Regions from separate parts of the Sus scrofa genome. Here regions 1 and 3 are each linked to region 2. A link is a contact called in public HiChIP or PLAC-seq data. All regions are on one chromosome and are shown on one strand. Each heading gives the region's core, a stretch centred on a gene start, on an enhancer-like site or on the middle of the called end of the contact. The rest is flanking DNA. Distances are from core to core; before and after follow the strand shown.

Evidence for each region. HiChIP or PLAC-seq counts read pairs in DNA pulled down with a chosen protein or histone mark.
Region 1: an H3K27ac HiChIP or PLAC-seq map of alveolar macrophages shows a contact between it and region 2. The contact joins two enhancer-like sites. A contact is called at or near these places in 2 of 47 Hi-C or Micro-C datasets (embryonic fibroblasts and skeletal muscle) and 1 of 2 datasets of contacts at active chromatin or transcription factors (alveolar macrophages).
Region 3: an H3K27ac HiChIP or PLAC-seq map of alveolar macrophages shows a contact between it and region 2. The contact joins two enhancer-like sites. A contact is called at or near these places in 13 of 47 Hi-C or Micro-C datasets (alveolar macrophages, blood, brain and 9 more) and 2 of 2 datasets of contacts at active chromatin or transcription factors (alveolar macrophages and skeletal muscle).

The regions. Positions count from the first base shown.
Region 1 is chr14:99,239,751-99,242,450 of Sscrofa11.1, reverse strand. It overlaps a transcript of SGMS1 not described here. Among named protein-coding and RNA genes, the nearest start is that of SGMS1, 24 kb to the right of the region's middle. Within about 2 kb of position 1,425, at least 11 of the 83 cell types and tissues checked have an H3K27ac peak or open chromatin away from gene starts, as enhancers often do. A contact at or near this core is called in alveolar macrophages, where this site is marked.
Region 2 is chr14:99,502,548-99,505,247 of Sscrofa11.1, reverse strand. No RefSeq gene overlaps it. Among named protein-coding and RNA genes, the nearest start is that of MINPP1, 71 kb to the left of the region's middle. Within about 2 kb of position 1,432, at least 8 of the 83 cell types and tissues checked have an H3K27ac peak or open chromatin away from gene starts, as enhancers often do. A contact at or near this core is called in alveolar macrophages, where this site is marked.
Region 3 is chr14:99,190,346-99,193,045 of Sscrofa11.1, reverse strand. All of the region lies in intron 1 of SGMS1 (sphingomyelin synthase 1), which reads left to right. Among named protein-coding and RNA genes, the nearest start is that of SGMS1, 25 kb to the left of the region's middle. Within about 2 kb of position 1,270, at least 1 of the 83 cell types and tissues checked has an H3K27ac peak or open chromatin away from gene starts, as enhancers often do. A contact at or near this core is called in alveolar macrophages, where this site is marked.

The DNA of each region.
Region 1 (2,700 bases), core at 176-2,675, 260 kb after region 2:
CCCACTGTGCTGGCCTGGGGATTGGACCTGTGTTCCAGCACTGCAGCGACTCCACCAATCCCTGCCCCACATCAGGAACTCCTAAAATAGTTTTAGAATTTTTGATTACTTGCACTTTGAACTCCTAGTACCAGTATTTCTGTGCTCATAGGCTACTTGTTAAACTCACTTGCTTTGAGTTGAACTGATCAAGGGCTTCTGCATAATAGGTAACACCTTGGGATCTTATTTCTTTTGGGAAACAGCCTGTGGTATTGACAGAAAAGGCCTTAAATACACTGGGGTATTTGGAAAAGGCCCCTCAGGTCATGAAAATGGGAAAACATTAACTCTCTAAGATGTCTAAAATATAAAGGGGTAATTAAATTTGAATTTTGATTCAGGTTTCACCTAATAGTTGTAACAGAGCTGAACATTTAAGCGAGATGCTTTGGAGCCACAGCCTCATTTTACTTGTCACAAGAATGCCGAGAGGTAGAACGTTATTATCTCTTTTATAAACCGAGAAACAGCCTCAGCAAGTTTACATAATCCACTCCAAATTTCACAGCTAGTTAATTTAGTTTACATTTGAAAGTAGCCTTTAAGCGTTGTAATTTTTCCCTTGTGGCTCCAATTATTCCTATCATAGTGTTGATTTTTCTGTGTGAAGTAATCCAGAGGAGGTTCTTTGTTCAAAGGAGATTTTTAAGAGATTTTAAAAAGCTTCTCTGCCCCTGTGCCAAAATATCAAAGTTCAAGGAATAATTCATTTGCTTTGGAAGCTTGTGGTTTTCAAATATTAACTAAGCAAGCTTTCTTCACGAGGCTGCCTCACAGTTGTTGATTTGGGGGACCTTTTTTTCCTGAAGCCCTTCTGGTTCTGGATGTACAAATTCTTCTCCTCACCAGGTACAACTCAGCTGTTCTCTAATTGTAACACCCAACAGCTATGTCCTGGGATGTGCAGTGGTTGAATCTTTGGTGTGTGGTTGCACCCTGGCAGAATTTTGCATGCTCTGTGAAATGATGGTAAATTTCTGCTCACACTTAGGTTGGTGTTGAACGTGCTGGTTAGGAATGGTGAGGTCACAAGGCACACTCTGAGTGCTAGAACCTTTCTTGTTGGATGGAAGTGGGGAAGTTTCAGCATGTCTCACCAGGGGCAGCCAGTTCTGGGAGAGTCCATCTTCTGGAGTGTCTGTTGGGATGTCACATAATGCAGGAGGGCAATGTCACCTTCTTAGAGGACCAAGAACTGCAGTATCTGTTCTAGGACCAAGTATTGCTCACACCATGCCTCATCATTCTTGCCGTCTGTTTGACACTGTACACCCACCCACCTTCCCAGGCAAAGCAAGCCTGCTTTGGCCTCCTCCTTAAACTTACCTCTCTAAATCCCAGCTGCCTTTAGTGACTTGAGTTCTTGGGGATTTCGAAAAACCATGCCAGTGTGATGATAAAACCACTTGGGGGTGATCTTGAGAAACCCATGGAGAGGAGGAAGTATGCCAAACAACTTGATTTTCAAAACAGGGGAGACGGCAGAGTCTGGAAACCTTAAATGCAGAGCATATGTTGATGTTTAACAGATTATTAAATCACATTTTCAAAAAGATGGATTGGAGTCACTTAGAAAAAGTGGAGATCAGTATCTAGTATTACTCATCTTCAGTTGACCTCGTTTCTTTTTCCATAGTTACTGAACAAGTGTATCTGGACATGCCATAGATAGGACACATCTGCTCTGGCAGAATATATAACAAAGTGCTATGTGTTCTACTCAAGATGGACAGATGTGTTGGAGTTCCTGTTGGCTCAGCGGTAATGAACCCGACTAGTATCCATGAGTACTCTGGTTTGATCCCTGGCCTTGATCACTGGATTAAGGATCCAGTGTTGCTGTGAGTTGCGGTGTAGGTCGAAGACACAGCTCAGATCCTGTGTTGCTTCGGCTTTGATGTAGGCCGGCAGCTGCAGCTCCAAATTGATCCCTAGCCCGGAAACTTCCGTATGTTGAGGGTGTGGCCCAAAAAAGACCAAAAACAAAAAGATGGACAAATGTGGGTTGCACAGCAGTATAGGCAAGTGCGCTTTTGTCTGGTTATACTCACAGAGGGATGATCAGTAGGGTGATGTCAGATGTAAACAAAGTGCCAGCAGTGTTCCTTGATGAGGGCATTTGGTACAGCAGGACAACAGAACGCACGTATTAGTGGAGGTAGAGAATTTAGATCCAAGCAGGTGATAATCCCACAGTTCTTTGAAGCAGTGTAGACAGTGGTTAAGAATTGGGACCTTGGAGCCTGGCCTTGGGCAAGTTCTTTGACCACTGTGCCTCGGTCTCTTCATTTATAAAATGCTGATAATACTTCCTCATACGGCTGTTGAAGATCAAATTAGATCGTTCATGTAAAGTGTTTAAAAACAGAGCCTGACTATAATTTGTATGTGTCATGCTTTAGTCTTTTGTTACTGCTACCTCTTTTCTTCTTAAGGAGGTAGTGAAAATTTCCAGGTTTGTGTCTACGTGCGTGTCCAGAACAGAGTAATCAGGTTTGGAGAGGGTCTAGAGACTATGAACAATGGTTGAAGACACTGGAATGTGTTCCTTAGTGTCAAAGCTCAGAGATAGTGATCATGAACCGTAAAGTGAAGTACAGGTGGTTCCAGCCAGTCTGAATCCTAATATATTTCATCCAGTCTGACAAGCGCTTCCTC
Region 2 (2,700 bases), core at 183-2,682:
TATTTATAAAATTAGGATGCAATGAAATTGACCTTTTTCAAAATGTGACCAGTTCTACGAATATCAGCATCCATGTAGATTTGTAGATTTGTATAACCACCACCAAAATCATGATAAGAAACTCTTCTGTCACCCAAAAAAAAACTCCCTGTGCTATTCCTTTGTCATCACATGCTGGCCCCCTCCCCCCAGGGCCTGACGACTAGGATAGTTTTCTGTATTTATAGTTTTATCTTTTCAGGAATGTTTTGTGAAAGGAATCATTGGCATGCACTTTGGCCTTTTGGGACTGGCTTCTTTTCACTCAGCATGTCTTTGAGGTTCATTAGTGTTGCTGTGCATAACAGTAGTTCTTTTTTTTTACTGCTGAGTGGTATTCCAATACATTGATATTATATAGTTTATTTATTTTACCTATTGAGGGACATTTGGTTTGTTTCCAGTGTTTGGTGATGAATAGAGTTACTATACACATTTGTGTACAGGATTTTGTGTGAACATAAATTTTTATTTCTAGAGGGTAAATATGTGGGAATGGGATTACTGGACCATGTGGTGCTATGATCATAAAAAATTATCCGTTTTTCCAGTGTTAAAAGCATTTTTAATAACAAAGGGAAGTGCTGATATTATAAAGGAGAAAGGAGAAAATGAAATTATATACATAGTATAAAATACGCATAAGAATAAGACTGGAAGGAAATATACCAAAATGATAAAAAGTGGTTTTCTTGCTGTGATTGGCTTATAGATAGGCTTTTTTTCCCTTCTTTTTCTGTGTAAACTTGATGGCTCCTGACATCACCAAGCAATGAGTAAAAACATATTAAATTTACAGTAATTACATAAATTCTAGTGCTCAGAGGCCCTACTTCTTCTATCAACTATAAATATCTAGTCTTGTCCAGAGAACCCTCTCCCTCTAGGTTTTTCTTATAAGAGCAGAACCATGAAGTCAGAGCAGCTTCGTGTATTTATGAGGTTCCTCTATTGTAATGTCTGAGGATTCTACTTCCTGCCCCCCTGTTGCCCACTGTGCTGCGCTACCCGCAACTCAAAGACTCTGCTTTCACCTTGGTCACCAGGCAATCTCCAGCTGCTTTTCTGGTGGCTCCTGGTGACACCTTTCCTCCTGTCATTCACAGGCAGGAATGGGCCTCAGGGGAACAACCTAATACTGCTCCCTCTGACCACTATCTTGCTGACACTACAGACTTGATCCTCACTCATACTGTTTTCTCTCAGGGGCCAATGACTCTCCCTCCATTCCAGCCTCCAGGAGGAACCTAAGGCTATCAGACAGGTCTGTCCCTGAGTCAAGCACACTGTAGACCAGGGACAAAGTTCCCGCCCACAGGACTCCTTACTCCAGTTGAAATCAGACAGGCTTCAGCACCCACTAGTCTTGAGACCAGAGAGAAGCTGCTGGGCATTCTCGGCCGCACACCACAGACCTCTAGGGGGCAATGTTGTCTCACACCACACGGTTATCTCTGTGCAGGTTAACTGAGCTCTCACTCAAGCCAAATTATCACACTAGTGTATTTTCTAAATGTTTAATGAATATGCACTACTTTTATAATCAGAAAAAATAATAAATTACTAATAAGCTGGAAAATCAGGGAGTTATTTAAACATCAAAGCAAAATACTTCTAGAGGGCATTATCTAAAATGTAAAAATAGCTTCCATTTTATTGTCTACTTTCTAGACCATTGCATTCTCTGTTAACTTGTCTCATGATTCAAAGCCCAAAGTTGTGTCCTTAAATTGCCAGATTATAATGACTCTTGATTTTAATTTTCCATATTTAAAATAGTATTGACCACCCATTTTTTTTTTTTTTTTTTTTTTGTCTTTTTGTCTTTTGTTGTTGTTGTTGCTATTTTTTGGGCCTGCTCCCGCGGCATATGGCGGTTCCTAGGCTAGGGGTCAAATCGGAGCTGTAGCCACCGACCTACGCCAGAGCCACAGCAACGCGGGATCCGAGCCGCATCTGCAACCTACACCACAGCTCACGGCAACGCCGGATCCTTAACCCACTGAGCAAGGGCAGGGACCGAACCCGCAACCTCATGGTTCCTAGTCGGATTTGTTAACCACTGCGCCACGACGGGAACTCCTGACCACCCATTTTTAAAGCTTCTAAAATAATTTTAGCAGTATCCTTTAAGTTTCTCAGAGGAAACCGAGGGCAATGCTTCTTCCCTTTCTGTTATATAGAGGTAGCAGATAACTAAAGACATGGATATTAGTCTTGGTTCTTACAAGAGCATCTATATATAAATACAAAATATTCTTTTTTTAAATTGTTATTGAAGTATAGTTGATGTATAATATACAAGTTACAAGTGTACAATATAGTGATTCACAATGTTTAAATGTTATATTCCATTTATAGTTATTATAAAATGGTAAGGTAGTATGTTATCCAATATATGTTTGTTGCTTATATTATACATAATAATTTGTACCTTAGTTCCCCACCCTGATATTGCCCCTCCCCCTTTTCTCTCCCCACTGGTAAACCACTAATTTGTTCTCTATATCTGTAGTCTATTTCTTTTTTGTTATAATCATTAGTTTGTTGTATTTTTTGTTCCATATGTAAGTGATATTATACTTGTATTTGTCTTTCTCTTTCACCTAAGTGAAATATAAAATATTCTAATAAGTGAAAAGAGAATGCTACCATTTACAC
Region 3 (2,700 bases), core at 21-2,520, 310 kb after region 2:
TATAAGGGGTGCTTTCATTTGCTAACCAGAATTTGACTATGGAATTGTGACCACGGCACATAATAGCAATTTAAAATAAACAATGATTTAGGATTTCCTGTCGTGGCACAGTAGAAACGAATCCGACTAGGAACCACGAGGTTTCGGGTTCGATCCCTGGCCTTGCTGAGTGTGTTAAGGATCCCACATTGCCATGAACTGTGGTGTAGGTGGCAGACGCAGCTCGGATCTGGCGTTGCTGTGACTGTGGCATAGGCCAGCGTCTCCAGCTCTGGTTCGATCCCTAGCCTGGGAACCTCCATGTGCTGCAGGTGCGGCTCTAGAAAAGACCCAAAGAAAGAAAGAACGATTTAAAGGTTAAGGCATCAAAGGTAATCTAAAATTTCCTCAACAGGCGGGGGAGGGAGTGGGATGGACTGGGAATTGGGGATAATTAGATGTAAACTATTGCATTTGGAGTGGATAAGCAATAAGATCCTGCTGTATAGCACTGGGAACTATATCTAGTCACTTATGATGGAGCATGATAATGTGAGAAAAAGAATGTATATATGTATGTGTGACTGGATCACTTTGCTGTATAGTAGAAAATTGACTGAACACTGTAAACCAGTTATGGTGGAAAAAATAAAAATCATTTAAAAAAATAAAATTTCCTCAACAATACATTGAAATTAAGTGGATGTTATTCTAGCCATTTTTTCTTCTTCAAATAAATACAGTTGTATGAATTCTGCCTATTTAGTTTAATTATTGTTAAATAACGACAACAAAAAAAAATTACTGCTAGTTAGATTGGTTGAGAGGAAAGCATTCAGGAGCTCTCCAGATTGAGTCAGAGAAGAATTGAATTATGAGTATTTCAGTGGGCTGCATTGCCCTCGAAGATCCATAAGGTTATTATGGACTTTTATGGAAAGTTCTAGTAGATGTAAAGACCTTTATTTGAGTTTGAAGTATTTAGAAAAAGACAGTTTGTCTGTTTCATAATAAAAAAGTATCATTTCTTGATTTGCCCCCAGGTCACTTCCTTTTATAAAATCTGAGCTAAATACTACATGTTCACCGAATTTCAGTCTTGCATTAAATTGACTATATAAGGTAGTAGAATAAAATCATGTGTATACTCTAGGTTGCTTTTGTTTTTAGAGATTTGATACATGGAACAGAAAGTTTACTCTGTGCTTTTAAGACTCATTATGCATGCACTACTTCCTGCTTTCATTTGCCATTATCAGCATTTAGAAACATGTAGAACTTCCCTATAGTTTCTTCATAGATTTGCCAGCTAATTTGCCAGTTTAATCACAAGGTCCATCATGCCTTAAAAATAATCATAAAAATTCATTTCTTAACTTCTTGGCACTCATTTCAAAAGTTCGTTGAGGAGTTCCTGTCATGGCTCAATGGAAACAAATCTGACTAGTATCCATGAGGATGCAGGTTCAGTCGTCTGTGAGGATGCCTTGCTCAATGGGTTAAGGATCCGGCGTTGCTGTGAGCTATGGTGTAGGTCGAAGACTCAGCTTGGGCCCCGTGTTGCTGTGGCTGTGGTATAGGCCGGCAGCTACAGCTCGGATTTGACCCCTAACCTGGGAACCTCCATATGTTGCTGCAGGTGTGGCACTAAAAAAGGCAAAAAAAGAAAAAGTTCATTGAGTCTTCAAAGAAGAATAAATTACATTTGGTATAATAATTTTTTACATTTTAATGTATTGCTTTATGTTTTCCTAAGTGCTGTTAGGTATATGTAAATTCTAACTAATGGAAAAAGCAAATGGAATAAATTATTTCACTGTAGGAAACTGAGGTCCTGGGGTTGGAACACAAGTTAATGACAGAGCAAGCATTAGAACTCAGATTTCTTGAGCATTTGCTGAATGGATAGTCATATTGTGTGTTGTGTGGTATTTTCATTTTTGAAAACTTGTATTCCATGTACAATTCATATGGTAGCTTTTTTTTAGTACAACAATGTCTTATTTCTAGATAGTGCCAGATAACAAGTTAATAGATTCTTTTTGAGTAAGAATAAGCACATATTCATAATTGATTTATTTAGTGATTTTGTAGGTTAATGTTTTTTTCCTTATCATGATGGTCACTTTAACTTCTTTTTCTGTATTTTAGAGATCTGGATTTGATAATTATTTATAAAGAGTTTATGGTGTCTTGTGGTGTATTATCTAATGGATTTTCTAATATTAAAGCCTAAATATATATAGTTTAAGAATTGGAGCCAAATAGTATTCACAGATTTATTATTTATTTGGTTGAGGTCTAATTACAAAAAAAAAAAAAAAAAAACCTGCGGAGTTTAGAATCTATAATGAATATATGCCTTTGTGCCTGCCCTTTGTCTTAGAAGACTACATAAATTTTTAGAAGACTTTTTAGATTATCTTTCATATATGCTCAAATCTATGAGGCCATTGACTCTTCACAGTGGAAAAGTCCTGAAAAGCATCTCTGTCTAGGCCCAGGACTAACTCTGCTGTGTATGAAATTTTAGGCAAATCACAAATCTCCCTGGACTTTAGTTTACTTATATCTAAAAGTTCCAGATGAGCAAGAGTTCCAGCACCTTTTCCATCGCTCAAATTCTGTAGTGTTTAGAATAAAGAGTTTGTGTACAGACTTTATTCTTCTATTACATCTTCCCAGTTCTGAGAACTAAGTCTAATGATTTGAGCTCTATGT